2 separate regions of the Mus musculus genome follow, and region 2 is linked to region 1. Evidence: chromatin contacts called from public promoter capture Hi-C data. All regions are on one chromosome and are shown on one strand. The core of a region is the stretch at or near the end of the contact, and the rest is flanking DNA. Distances in the headings are between cores, read along the strand shown.

What was found. Capture Hi-C pulls out chosen DNA fragments and counts their contacts.
Region 2: a contact with region 1 is called in a promoter capture Hi-C map of adipose tissue. The contact joins two enhancer-like sites. A contact is called at or near these places in 1 of 39 promoter capture datasets (liver), 2 of 484 Hi-C or Micro-C datasets (cerebral cortex and nephron progenitors), 2 of 115 datasets of contacts at active chromatin or transcription factors (astrocytes and embryonic stem cells) and 2 of 9 other capture datasets (adipose tissue and pancreatic islet).

The regions. Positions count from the first base shown.
Region 1 is chr19:56,562,702-56,569,780 of GRCm38.p6, forward strand. All of the region lies in intron 2 of Nhlrc2 (NHL repeat containing 2), which reads left to right. Among named protein-coding and RNA genes, the nearest start is that of Nhlrc2, 18 kb to the left of the region's middle. Within about 2 kb of position 3,535, at least 31 of the 459 cell types and tissues checked have an H3K27ac peak or open chromatin away from gene starts, as enhancers often do. A contact at or near this core is called in adipose tissue, where this site is marked.
Region 2 is chr19:56,628,483-56,635,561 of GRCm38.p6, forward strand. No RefSeq gene overlaps it. Among named protein-coding and RNA genes, the nearest start is that of Gm32441, 33 kb to the right of the region's middle. Within about 2 kb of position 3,314, at least 25 of the 459 cell types and tissues checked have an H3K27ac peak or open chromatin away from gene starts, as enhancers often do. A contact at or near this core is called in adipose tissue, where this site is marked.

The sequences.
Region 1 (7,079 bases), core at 2,285-4,784:
AAAGTACACGTGCAATAGAATGGGTTCTGTTGACCGAGGAACAATGTTCACGATAAAGGTCTAGGGAGGAAGGATCTGGGGAGTTCGTATGTGGCCTGGCCCTATAGGTAGCACAGATCACCAGGCTGCTAACTGCATCTCCTCCCAGCCTTCTGTGTAGAAGCAAGTAGACATTCCCCCTGAGGAGACAATCCAGCCTGTCTAACATCCCTGCTTTCCCTGGTGCTTATCTGTGAGCACAAGGCTCTCATGCTCTCTACAGATGGGTACAGACTGAACAAGTTGTAGGGGTTAAGATCAATAGGGCTTGGTCATGAGTTAAACATGGATGATGAAGGCTGCCCATGGGTTATTACAGAGACTCTGTATCTTGAGTTCTTGCTTATATAGTTGGATGTATAATAATGCAGTTCTATAACAAAGCACGAGAGAAAGTGCAGATTTGGAGGGGAAGCTCATGAGGTTAGTTTGAAGTATCTTTGATACTTGCCTTTCAGTCTCCATATAACTTCAATTGCATGTAGAATAAGGTGTAAATTCTGACCATGGCTTTGAAGGCCGACCATTTCTGGGTATTTATTCTTACTGTCTCAAACTTCCGTCGTCTTTGTATGTGCTGGTTTCTCTCCCTGAATCTCCTTCACCACTCTCTGCCTCATTTTAACTTCTCATCATTGAGGTGTCACCCCTTCATCATTTCTTTGGGAAAATATTGAGATATATTGATTAGGTGGAAGGTAAGTAGGAAATAGCCACCATCTACTTTGATTAATATTATTACATCTATATAACATGCAGAAACAAGTGGGCTTAAGTTGTGGGTTCCTCCTTGAATTTGGTGACTTTTGAATCATTACTGTTATTTATTCCAGTGTTTGCACTGTCCCAGATCTACCCAGTGCCTTGCCCACCAGCCGCCTCCTGTGCTCTTGCTGTTTTTGGAGTACTTCCTTCTCACACCAGAATATTTCTAGTTCCTCCTGCGCTTTCACAGCCCATCCCCAAAGTTACCGTTTCTCCAAGGAGCTCATGATTCCTGAGCTGTCTTTGGTTTTAGTTTAGTCCCTCTCAAAGACTTAAACAATTATGGAGGCTAGTCTTTCCACCTGCCTCCCACAGAAGTTACTGTGTTCATTTGAAGGGCAGGGAATTCATTGTTGCTGTTTGTATTTCATTTTAGCACCCTTGCCATCTTTGTAGCCTTTTTGTGTGTGAGTGTATGTGTGCCTGTATGTGTGTGTGCACGCGTGTGTGTGTCTGTGTGTGTGTGTGTGTGTGCACACGTGCGTGCGCGTGTGCGCGCACATACATCCAGGTGTGTGTGGAGTGGATATATAACAACATGGCTTTCACAGTGAAATGGAAAGGTTGATCATTCGTGCACCTATTTATTTCTTTACCTGCTTCTGCCTTGTACTTTATTTCATTTCTTACTACTTTTTCTCTTAACTAGAAAGTGGTGTACATTTTGTGCATAATAGTTCACAGTGTATATACAGTGTAATTCAACCATTTTCCTGTATGTTGGCTCTAAGGTTGGCTCAGTAGTTACAATGACTAATTTTGTGGAGGGATAGGTTTTCACATAATGGTGGACTAATTAAGGGTCATTTCCTAGAAATGAGAGTAAAAGTCATTTTGCTGCATATTTCTAAATTCCGCATTCTAGAGCCATGTTCACTTACATTTCTACAAGCACACACACAGAGAGAGAGAGAGAGAGAGAGAGAGAGAGAGAGAGAGGCAGAGAGACAGAGAGACTATTCCTACTGCTTCAGAGAGAGAGAGAGAGAGAGAAAGGCAGAGAGACAGAGAGACTGCTTCAGCACTGTGTTAACATTTACCTATCTAAACATCATTCTATAGATGTAACATAGCAGTTTATCATACATGTACCCTTTTTTTCTATTAAGTTGATAATTGGTTATTGTTTGCCTCTATGAAGGCTATTTTGAAGTATTAATTTTATGTTCAAAGTTGCTAAATCTTTTTAATTGAATCTCAAGGATTTTTCTGGCATACTAATTATATCACATTACATGCAGGTATTTGTAATTCTAATGTCTTTGAGTAATTCTCTTGTGTAATTGTGTTTGCTGTCTCCCTATCTGTACCTCACCTCTTTGTCAAGTAGTAGTAGAGCTAGCAGTTATCTTTGCCTTGTGCCTTACACTTACAGCATTTATATTTAGCATTTATTGATACTTATAGCATTTCTTCATTAAGAGACTCATTTTTAGACTTGATTACAGTTATTTAATCAACCAACAAAATATGGAAGACTTACTTTATGTAAGTTATACACATGATGTTAAACAAAATGTATCTGTGTTGTTTCCAGGCCTGAAGGAAAATGGAAGCCACCTGTAAGATTTAATTTCGTCAACTTGATAGACAGGATGTGGGATTATCTAGCAGACCAGTCAGGGCACGCCTCAGGGATTATCCATATTAGCACAACTGAAGTGAGGAAACACTCCTTAACTTTGAGGGGCAGCATCCCATGAGGCTGGGTTCCCCATGAATTAGGGTTCCTCATGAATTACTGAATTATAACCTTGCAGGACACCAGTATTTGGTGCTCTTTGCTTCACAGCTGGATGCCTCCCACTCCTGTCAGCAGGATTTTCCTGCAGTGGCACACTGGACCCTCAGACTGCGAGCCACAGCAAACCCTTCTTCAAGTCTCTTCTTGTTGACGATTTTGTCATAGCAACGAGAAGGGTACCTAATACACATGCTTTAAAGTCTTCCCCTGACTCCCAAACAAACAACCGTATTTGACTCTGCATCTCACAGCACCACCAGATGGAGCACCATGGCCCTCACATCACGTGGCCATCAAGACATAAACTAAGCTCTAGTTAAAGGTGCTCCTGATGCAAGCTGAAGACAGGGACAGAGGCAGCTTAACCAGCACCAGAAGAACAAGTCAAGTGCTTGGCAAACACAAAACCAACTCCTGGTTGGTTTGCTAGTTTGTTTATTCGTGGGCTTTTTGTTTCATTTTGTTTGTTTGTTTTCTCCTTTTTTCCCTCTTACTGCTTTTCTGTTTTGGGTGTTTTGTTTTTTGTCTATATTTTGAGAAAGAATGTAAAATTGAGTAGGTAGAGTGGTGGGAGTAATTAGAGGAAGGGAAAACATAATAAAAATACATTGTGTGAAAAATGTTAAAGAAAAAATAAAATGCAACAGTTTTGAAAAAAAGGAAAAAAAAAAGTAGGAGTAATTCTGAAGACTTAGAGCACAAATAGGTCCTAGTAAGAAATCCCCAATACCAAGCTTAAAATGTTAGCACAGGTTTGGATGCCCTAGTTCTAGCTTACCTTAAATGTTCAGGAAGGACGAGGATGGAAAGCGTAGAGAAGTCTGCTTTGGGACAAACATCAAATACACAAGCAGGGTGTGGTTCCTCTTAGATTCGGCCCCAAAGCGAAAGAAGGAAATGAAAGGGAAAGTTTAGGATCCAGTATGAAGGAAGGAGAATTACAGCCAGCACCTCCTCCATGAGTGGTGTCCATAAATGAAACTGCACAGAGAGCAGAGCTGTCAGAAGAGGGAGCTCTCAGGCTAGGAACCTGGTTTATAGGATGATAAGGTGGTCATAGCCATGCAGAACTACAGGAAAGAGAGTGTGTGGACATCCTCACTGAGAGTCACAGACTTAACAACTGTGTTCCTTTTTGGAGTAATATCTTCAAACAACACTTAAGACAAATGAAAACCAAGTTGGATCAGAAATACTAAAATTAAAAAGAAAAGAAGAAATGGGTATTGATTGACTTCAAGATTGTATTAGAAACGAAGTCTGAACGACAGGATGTAGAAGGGAGGATGACTGCGTGTAACGATGGAGTCGAGACTGCAGCGAAGTCGAGGGAGGCAGAGAGCTCTAGTGGGTGAGGCTGAGCCCCAGAAGACCAACAGTGCAGGGAGAGAGTGAGCGACTCAGAAGACAAGAGAAGGAGGTGCAGCGTGGGACTACTGGGAGAACCTCAGGAAAAGCCAACCACCCAAACTAATACCTGAAATTAGAATAGAAAAAGAAACCTAAATAGGGAAAAAAACAAAACAAAACAACCCTTCACTCTTCATCTTAAAAGGGCCTATAAGATACCAGGGACTATTAACCCAGAAAAGTCCAAAGAACAGCTTAATAAAACTGTTAAAATTACAGACCAAACCAAAAACGTCTTACGAGCTCCAGACTCACAAAAGCATGTGCATTAAACTTACTGGAGTTGTCCCAATAGATTGAAAAGCCAGGCCACATAAAGCCACGTTTCAGCACCCTGAAGGTATACAAACCAGGTATGGTACCCATTCCCTCTCCAAGCATCAAGGCTATAGCAAGCAGTGAGGAAGGTGAAGGATTCAGAGGGCGTGTGCTGCACGTGTGCATGGATGTCCCACAGGGGAGCTCTCGTCTCGTTCTGGCTGAGTAGGAAAGCTGCCCTGGACAGATAAGGATGTCCTGTGTACAGATCGGAGCTGAGATCAAAACTACACTGTAAGTAGAGGTGTATTTGATGGCCAGGGTTTGTTCTGAAAAAAATGGAGCTGATCAAAGTAACAAAGAATGAGGACTTACTGTAGGAGCTGACTGACCAGTCTGCAAGGGGCTGTTGCTTCTGTTTAGTATCTCAGTGGCAGATGGAGCCATGGATACAGAAAGACAAAGGAAAGAAGGACAAACTAGAATCCTTGTAGGCTCTGCTTTATTTAATGTGACTAGCAAGTGCTCTTTATTGTGGAGCAACACATTTCTGGACCATAGGGTAGAGAAGCTGGGGTTCCCTGGGGTCCCTTCTGAGTCTGCTGAGGCTTTGTGTGTCCTTTGTGTCTAGCCTGGCTTACTCCCTTCAGCTGTGTCTCATACGGAATATAATCCAGCCTCCTATAACTAGATGACCCCATGCATGTCTGCATATTTACTCATGTGAGTAATGTACTGTATTATGTATATAGATTACATCCCGCATGTTTCCCTATGGGACATAATTGTGAAGAGTGATATTGCTAATTTCTTTTGAAATTTAGAGGTTTTTTTTTTTTTAATTTATGGTTAAATTGGGTGAGAGTTCACTGTTGTACTGAGTACTGTTAAATTCCTTACACAGATTGTCCCTTAATTCACTTAACCTAGGGAGTCATTCATGATGTTTCCCCATCCCACAAGTGAGAAAACTGATAAAAGGTGAGCAGTTTGGCCAAAGTCTCAAATCCTTCCCACTTCTGCCCACTCCTACCCTTCCACTTCCCAGGCATCTATCTGCTCCTCAGGATTTTCCAAGATATCCTTGGTTGTTTAGTTGTTGCTTCTCAGCAGTTTGATCGTGAGCTGTCAAGGCATGTTTTCCTCTGTTGGGTCTTAGATGCTATGCTGGCCTGAAGTTACGTATACTAATTCCTTAGCTAGAATGAGAACATTAGGCATTAATCAATGTTTGTTTTGCCCTGATTTCTTCTCTTTTCCTTTTGGATTCTTGTAACTCCTTAGATGCTCTAAGCTGATCCCAAGTTGCCTGAAGAAGTGTCTCTTTTCACTCAGTCTCCCAGTGTCCTTTCTCTGATGTTACCTCAGGGCTCCTGGCCTTTTCCTCTGCCACCAGTTTGCTAGTGAGCTCATTCAGTTTCTTCGTTTCAAGTAGGTGTTTTCAGCTCTGACATCTTCATTTAGTTTTTCTTTTATGGTCTTATCTGTTTGCTTATATTTCCTGTCTTTTCATTCATTTCATTTGTATTTTTCTTTTACTTAATGAAACATGATTTTATAGCTGCTTCAAGTCTCTGCTGATTGAAATTATTTTGGCATCAATATCTTGTTTATTTTTCCTTTGATGATTAATCATATACCCTTCTTTATGGTGTTTGTTTAAGGCAGGATCTTACTGTGACTCTGAATGACTGGGCACTGGTTTCAGGTTATATATAAGACATTGTATATAGTATACAGTTGTATACATTGTATACAGTAATTTCAGACTATATACAAGATATTGGAACTTTGTGATATGTGGAACTTGGGTTCTATTGAAGTCCTGATAGATAAATTTAGTTTTGTTTTAGTAGACATTTAGCACGGTTACTTCTGATTATAAGTTCCCATCTTATAGGGCCCACCTCCAGCAGGAAGACAGGACATCAAGTGAGGGATGGGGTTGCCATTCCACAGTCACACCTCTGACCCATAATTGTTTCTGTCTGAAAGAATTACAGGGGTGGAAATGGAGAGGAACCTGAGGAAAAGAAGGTCCAGCAATAGGCCCAAAGTGGGATCCAGCTCAAGGGGTGGTCCCAAGGCCTGACACTATTAGTGAGGCTATGGAGCACTCACAAAAAGGGACCTAGCATGTCTGCCCTCTGAAAGACCCAACAAGCAGCTGAAAGAGTCAGATGTAGTTATTTGCACCCAACCAATGGACAGAAGTAATAACCCCTGTTGTTGAATTAGGGAAGGCTGAAAGAAGCTGAGGAGAAGGGAGATTTTGTAGAAGGACCAGCAGTCTTAATTAATCTGGACCCCGGAGATCTCTCAAACACTGGACCACCAAACAGACAGTATACACCACCTGATACGAGGCCCCCAACACACATACAGTAGAGGGCTTCCAGGTCTGTGTTCATTCAGAGATGAAACACCAAATCCTCAAGAGACTGAAGGCCTCAGGGAGTTTAGAGGTCAGGTGGAGTGGGGGTGGGGGCATCCATGTGGAGATGGGGGATGGGGGTGGGGGCATCCATGTGGAGATGGGGGATGAGGGTGGGGGCATCCATGTGGAGATGGGGGATGGGGGTGGGGAGGAGGTGTGGGATGTGGAACAGTTGGAGTGTGGATGGGGGGAATGGAATATGGAGTGTAAAAAATGAATTACAAATAAAATTAAATTTAAAAATATATTTATTTTTAATGTATGCGCATTGGTCGTGTGTGTGTGTGTGTGTGTGTGTGTGTGTGTGTGTGTGTGTGTGTATGTGACTGTGTGTGTGTGCGCGCGTGTGTGTGCGCACGCACACCACATGAATGCAATGCTTCCAAGACAAGAAGAGAGCACTGAATACTCTGAACCTGGAGTTGC
Region 2 (7,079 bases), core at 2,064-4,563, 66 kb after region 1:
CATAAACATCCCTCCAGTTTCTTCCATTTCGTCACCCGGAGAAAGGAGCCACAGGACAAACACTGCTGGTCCCCTGAGGCACACTGACTTGGGGTACCAGACTTAGACTAAGGGCTCTTTGGCATTTAGTTCTGGGGGCTTCAGTTAACGCAACCATTGAGCCCAGAGCTAGTAAAGCTGACTTTTATCTGGCGAGTGGCTGTCTACCTCCTCCAGAGAGAGGTACGCTCCTATCATGGCCTGCAGAGGCTGGGAGGGATTTAAGGGGCTCCTGTGCTGGGTTCCTACTGGAGGTAGTACGGACCATGGACCTCTTTGCGATTTGCCCGTTTTGAGGGGTGGCCACCACGGTATTTGCTGAAGGCTGTCCTGGGTTCTGCCTCTTATTCTTACTCATTCCCCTCTCCATCTTTGTCTAGAACAGATTTCCTGATGCCCCAGCCTGTCCTGTCCCTCCTTTTATGACTTATGAGTCTTTGGCTAGGCATCCCCATACCCCTGTACCAGCTTGGGCCAGAGTGAAGGGACACATGGTTCTAATTTTGAATGGCTGTGTGTATGCAGATCCCCCAGCTAATGTCCCAGTGGGATAGGGGGGACACTAGACAGAACACCTCTATCTATAGCTCCCCTCATAGTCTCAGCTAGATCTCCTGTGCTCCCAGACTTCCCCTTCAGCCTGGCTCTGGAACAAGGCTACCCTGTCTTGCCCAAATACAGAGGCTTAGCTAGATTTAAGCTTTGTGGCTGCTACACGCTCACAAACACAGCAACACGTGCATGGTTGTCCAGGCTGTTGGTGTGAGAGACACATGGGACAGACTAACAAACTTCATCCTTATGAAAAAAAAAAAAGAGGCTGCTGGGACTCAAAAGTAAATGTGATCATCTACTTATATATTTAAAGCAACTTTGAATGGGAATTGAAATGTACCGACTCATTCCAGAAAGATAAAATTTTGAAAATCTTTACACGTTGATGGGTCATCCTGACACCACTTATAATGCCACCAAAATTTGGAAGCTCGTTGGCCAGAGCAAGACAGACTTCTGAGGACCTTTTTTTTTTCCCTTGAAGCACGAGTGTGTTTCTTGTTAAAAGCTCTAAATCTGGTAGCACAATGAATAGCCTCCGTTTCTATTTAAGTTTTGTTGATCAAAAAAAAAAAAAAAACCCAAAAAACTGTGGGTTCCTGGTTTGTCCCCTTGACAATTTTCAAGAGCACGTGCCTTTGTTATCCAGCACTCTGCTGAACCTCACCCAGCCTTCATCCCATGCCCGGAACTCAGGCTCTCTCCTGGAGCCCTGAGAAAGGTCACCCAGGGAGTGCAGTGGGAATAAGCTGACGAACCCTGGCTGGACAGGGGCAGACTGAGCAGGACCAGAACACTCAGGCCCCCAGAGGCCCTGCAAGATGAAAGCGCTCTCTCTCTGCTGACTTTGTGGCAGGATCCACGCACAGAGTTGGGATGTGGTTGGATTCATGTGCAATGATACCCAACGTGACTGTCCCCACAAGGAACTGTTGGAGAAGCAGGGCAGCAAGAGAGAGAAGTGGAAAGAAGCAGGCAGAGGTGTGACCCTGGAACACAATTATACTTCATGGTGTTTCAATGGCCCCTGTCTTGAGGAATCTCACATGAGGACCAGGTAGAGGCCCTATTAGTGGTAATGTTTCTGGGAAACAGACTTCAGAATAGGCTGTTGGTGTTTTATTTTGTTTTGATTTGCAGTGTAGTGTGTGTGTGTGTGTGTGTGTGTGTGTGTGTGTGTGTGTGAGACAGAAAGAGAGAGAGAGAGAATTTATGCACATACTTTGGTGGTCAGAGGACAGCTTTGGGTGTGACTTCTCCTGCCCACAGTTCCCCACTCACTTCCAAGGAACTCTCTGTGAGCAAACAGCATTCCTTCTCCAGCCTCTGGGCAGGTCTTAGCGGGTGCCTCCACTACCCAGGCCCTCTGACCTCCTTAGAAAGTTATTATGCAGCCGTGTAGGTTATACCTCAATAAGACTACATTTTTTTCCAGGTGTCTCTTTTTGTAAAGACCTAATATTTAGAACTGGATTCCTACCAGATGGCACATTCATTTAGTGTATCTCCCATCATGCTTGACACGACAGGACTCAACATTTCTGGTCCTCAAGACCTGGGCATAATGGCACTAGAATGACAGAGGCAGGAGGATGACCATTTGGAACTAGCCTGAAATATATAGAGAGACTGTCTTAGGGTGTTCATTGCAGCGATGAAGCACTGCAGCCAAAAGCAGGCTAAGAAGGAAACGGTTTATTTGGCTTCTATTTCCACACTGAAGTCCATCATTGAAGGAAGTCAAGACTGGAACTCAAACAGGTCAGGAACCTGGGGGCAGGAGATGAAGCAGAGGCCGTGGAGGGATGCTGCTTACTGGCTTGTTCCTCATGGTTTGCTCAGCCTGCTTTCTCATAGAACCCAGGACCACCAACCCAGGGACGATGAGACCCACAGTGGGCTGGGCCCTTCCCCATCAATCACTAATTAAGAAAATGCCTTAAAGCTGGATCTTATGGAGGCATTTTCTTTAACTGAGGTTTGCTCCTCTCAGATGCCTTTAGCTTGTGTCAAGTTGATGTACAAACCAAGCAGTGCCTCTTCAGTGGCCTTGGATACGATCCAATGCACAACCCTCTCTCAGAAACCTCCACTTGCAACACCCACCAACAGACAGCGACATCTCAACAGCAAAGCAAGCACACAGGCACGACGCAAGTTTGGAGAACTGGAGGCCAGCTGCCAGGCAGAGACACAGTCTGTTCCCAGCTTGTCTTTCAATCTCACTGTGCAGCTTGGGGCACAACTCTCTGACTTTGGCACCTTCCTCCTCTTGGACAGGGAGGTCACTAGGCCTCTTCTAGTTTCCTTGGTCCTTCTAGGCCTCAACCCTTAGAAAAACGCAAGAAGGACTGAGTGTCTGCGTTCCTGGGCTTCCTTGATCTAAAATGCAGCCCTGGCAGCCGGAGGAAACCAGGAGCAGACCTCTGCAAGAAAGGGCGAGCAAGCTCCCTTGGACTGGAGCTGACCCCGAGCGTGAGGAACACTTGCTGAACCCTTTGAAGCTGGGGCTGTCCTTCGGGTGGGGCAGGAGTCCGGCTGGGAAGGATTTTTCTTATTGGCAAGCATTTCCTTTTCTCTGGCATCCCTTTTCCCCAGGAATTCCCTTTAGCTAAAAGAGAAAGCAAACAAAAGCCACCCTCTCCACAGACAGGAGCCTTTTCTCTGACTGCGAGGTCCTGATAAGAGAACCCGTCTGCCAATGGCTGCATCCTGTTCCAGAACCCTGTAGCTGCCTCTGCCAGGCAAAGCCTCTTTGGCCCGTGATTAATGGGCAGCCGCGGGTGGGGTGCAGTGTGCTGGACAGCCTTCAGGTAGTGGCTACAAGGTCAATGGTAGGTGAAGTTCTGGAATAGTACGAGAAGTCAAACCACCAGGCAAGTCTGTAAACTTGTCCAGCCGTGACTAGTTTATGTTTATGTCTCAGCCAATTACCCCCCCCCCCCCAAGCTTAGGCCTATCTCCCCCTCCCCCTTTTAGGCCTACCCCCATCCCTACACCCCCTGGTTAGTCACCAAAATTGTAACAGCTTCCAGATATGGCTAAGCTGTGGGACCATCTGAGGGAGTCCGAGGATAGCTATGAACTACTATTTAGAGGCCAGAGGCTGTCGTCAGGCCGCTTCCTCTGTCATTCTTCACCTACGTTTTGAGGCAGAGTCTCTCACTAAACATGAAGCTCATGAGTTTGGCTAGGCTGGCTAGCCGGCCATGAGCTCAGACAGTCCCCCTGTCTCCTCTCCCAGCACCGAGGTTACAGCGCTAGCCACCTCATCTAGGGATAGGAACTCAAGTTCCTGCTCTCGTTACCCACTGCTCCATCCCTTCAGCCACCCAGGGCATCCTCTCTATTCTAAGGGACATCTGCTTTGGCGGAGATCTAGCTGAGATAAGTTCTGCTATGGAGAATTCTCACATTCAACACAGAAGCCACTTGCCACATGTGGTTAGGTAGCATGCACCTGAATGTGGTCAACCCAAACTAAGACAGGAGAGAGATGCAAAATATGCCCTGCGCCTTAACGACTTAAAGTGACCCTCCTTCCCAGCAAGTAAAAGAACCCACTAATCATCTTTACACTGATACAGAAATATTAAATGTCAAGATGCCGTAGCATCTCCCTTATAAACCTTAGTTCAGACGTTATCAACACGGTGCCTGGAACCCATTGATCAGCAGCTGTGTTAGGTATAGCCCTGGTGGGAGCATTTAGGAAGGGCATATACTCCCATGTTTTGCCATAGCTTGATACTCAAGAGAGATTTTTTTCAGAGTAGAACTTGGGACACCAGCATCAATCCTCACTAGTAACTACAGGGCTTTGAGAAGCCTAGTTCCCTGGATTGGAGTTTTAGCATCCACAAAGTGGCTCAGAGTCCTTCCATCTTTTGTAGTGAACTTCAACAGTTCCCACATTCTGCATTACCTCTACCATGATACAAGCTTCCTGATTTGTATCATAATTAAAAAACAATAGGGTTAGCAGGATGCTGCCGTGGGTAAAGGTACTTGTCGTCGGGTCTGACATGTTGGAAGGAGAGAATCAATTCTTGCAGGCTGTCCTCTGACCTCCACATGCACACCATGGCACACAAATACATAAATACGGGCAATTAAAATAAAAAGAAACAATAAAAAGTTGAGGGTTTTTGTAATAAATTGTCCAAAAACTGTAAAGGAGTTTTCTGGCTGACGAACCCTTTCCTTCTCTCAATTTTGGCACTATGATATCTAAGGAGCAAAGGTCCCTCACATATACTGAATTATCTTATAGTAAAAGTTGCATCTGGTCCATGAACTCCAGCATAGCTACTTGACAGTGTCTCTCAGGAACTGAAAAGATGCTGGGTGTGGTGGCCTGTGCCCTTAGTTCCAGCACACAGGAGGCACAGGTGGGTCTGAGGCCACACGTGTTTATTCCTTACAGGCTAGGGGCTTAAAGTCCAAAGTGCGGGCAGGTGAGAACGGGCAGGTATGGTTCCTACCAAATGCTTTCTCATTTGCTCGGAACCCCTTCTTGCTGCGAGTTTCCATGTCCTCTTTGTATTTGCTGCCTGTGTTTGGCTTTGTTTGTTTTAAATGATTTTATATATACATATATGATATGATGTGATCATATATTCACAACTGTCCCCCCACTTACTCTCCCCTCTCTCTACCACTCCTACTAGGCTCCCCTTCTTTTTCTCAACTAAATCTCTGTCTATTTTTATTTTATTGTATTGTATGGTATTGTATGATATTGTATTGTGTGTGCACATGTATGCATGTATGTGTGTGTGTGTGTGTGCCTATGCCTGCATATGTGTTTACATGTGTGTGTGTTTGCAGGTCTTGTGCAGGTAGCCAAAACTGCTGTGTATTCCCGATTACAGCCTTCCCACAGCCCGAAGCCGCTGCTTCACTTCTCCCCCTCCAATTTTACCAGCTTTCTCTCCCTCTTCTACAATGTTCCCTGAGCCATGGAGGCAAGATATAGATGTCCTGCTTAGGGCTGAGCATCCAGCAGCTACATTGCATCTCTTCTTCTTCTTCTTCTTCTTCTTCTTCTTCTTCTTCTTCTTCTTCTCCTTCTCCTCCTTCTCCTCCTTCTCCTCCTTCTCCTCCTTCTCCTCCTTCTCCTCCTTCTCCTCCTTCTCCTCCTTCTCCTCCTTCTCCTCCTTCTCCTCCTTCTCCTCCTTCTCCTCCTTCTCCTCCTTCTCCTCCTTCTCCTCCTTCTCCTCCTTCCTTCTCCTCCTTCTCCTCCTTCTTTTCTTCTTCTTCTTCTTCTTCTTCTTCTTCTTCTTCTTCTTCTTCTTCTTCTTCTTCTTCTTCTTCTTCTTCTTCTAAATATATATATTTTTTAAAGATTTATTTATTATTATATGTAAGTACACTGTAGCTGTCTTCAGACACACCAGAAGAGGGAGTCAGATCTTGTTACGGATGGTTGTGAGCCACCATGTGGTTGCTGGGATTTGAACTCTGGACCTTCGGAAGAGCAGTCGGGTGCTCTTACCCACTGAGCCATCTCACCAGCCCCTAAATATATTTTTATTAGATATTTTCTTCATTTACATTTCAAATGCTATCCCCTTTCCTAGTTTCCTCTCCCCAAATCCTCTATCCCCTCTCCCTCCCCCTGCTCCCCAACCTACCCACTCCTGCTTCCTGGCATAGAATCTTTACAAGACCAAGGGTCTCTCTGCCCATTGATGGCTGACTAGGCCATTCTCTGTTACATATGCAGCTAGAGACATGAGTGCTACCATGTGTTTTCTTTGATTGCTGGTTTAGTCCCAGGGAGCTCTGGGGTTACTGATTAGTTCATATTGTTGCTCCTCTTATAGGGCTGCAGACACCTTCAGCTCCTTGGGTACTTTCTCTAGCTCCTTCATTGGGGACCCTGTACTCCATCCAATAGATGACTATGAGCATCCACTTCTGTATTTGCCAGGCACTAGCATAGCCTCACAGGAGACAGCTATATCAGAGTCCTATCAACAAAAATCTTGTTGACATCTGCAATAGTGTCTACTAAACCCAGCAAAACTCTCAATTACTGTAGATGAAGAAACCAAGGTATTTCATGACAAAACCAAATTTACACAATATCTCTCCACAAATCCTTCAAAGGATAATAAAGGGAAAACTCCAACACAAAGAGGGAAACTAAGCTCTAGAAAAAGCAAGAAAGTAATCTTTCAACAAACCTAAAGAAGACAGCCACATGAACAGAATTCCAACTCTAACAACAAAAGTAACAGGAAGCAACAACGACTTTTCCTTAATATCTCTTAATATCAATGGATTCAATTCCCCAATAAAAAGACATAGACTAACAGACTGGTTATGTAACAGGACCCAACATTTTGCTGCATACAGGAAACCCACCTCAGGGATAAAGACAGATACTACCTCAGAGTAAAAGTCTGGAAAACAATTTTCCAAGCAAATGGTCCCAAGAAACATGTTGGTGTAGCCATTCTAATATCAAATAAAATCGA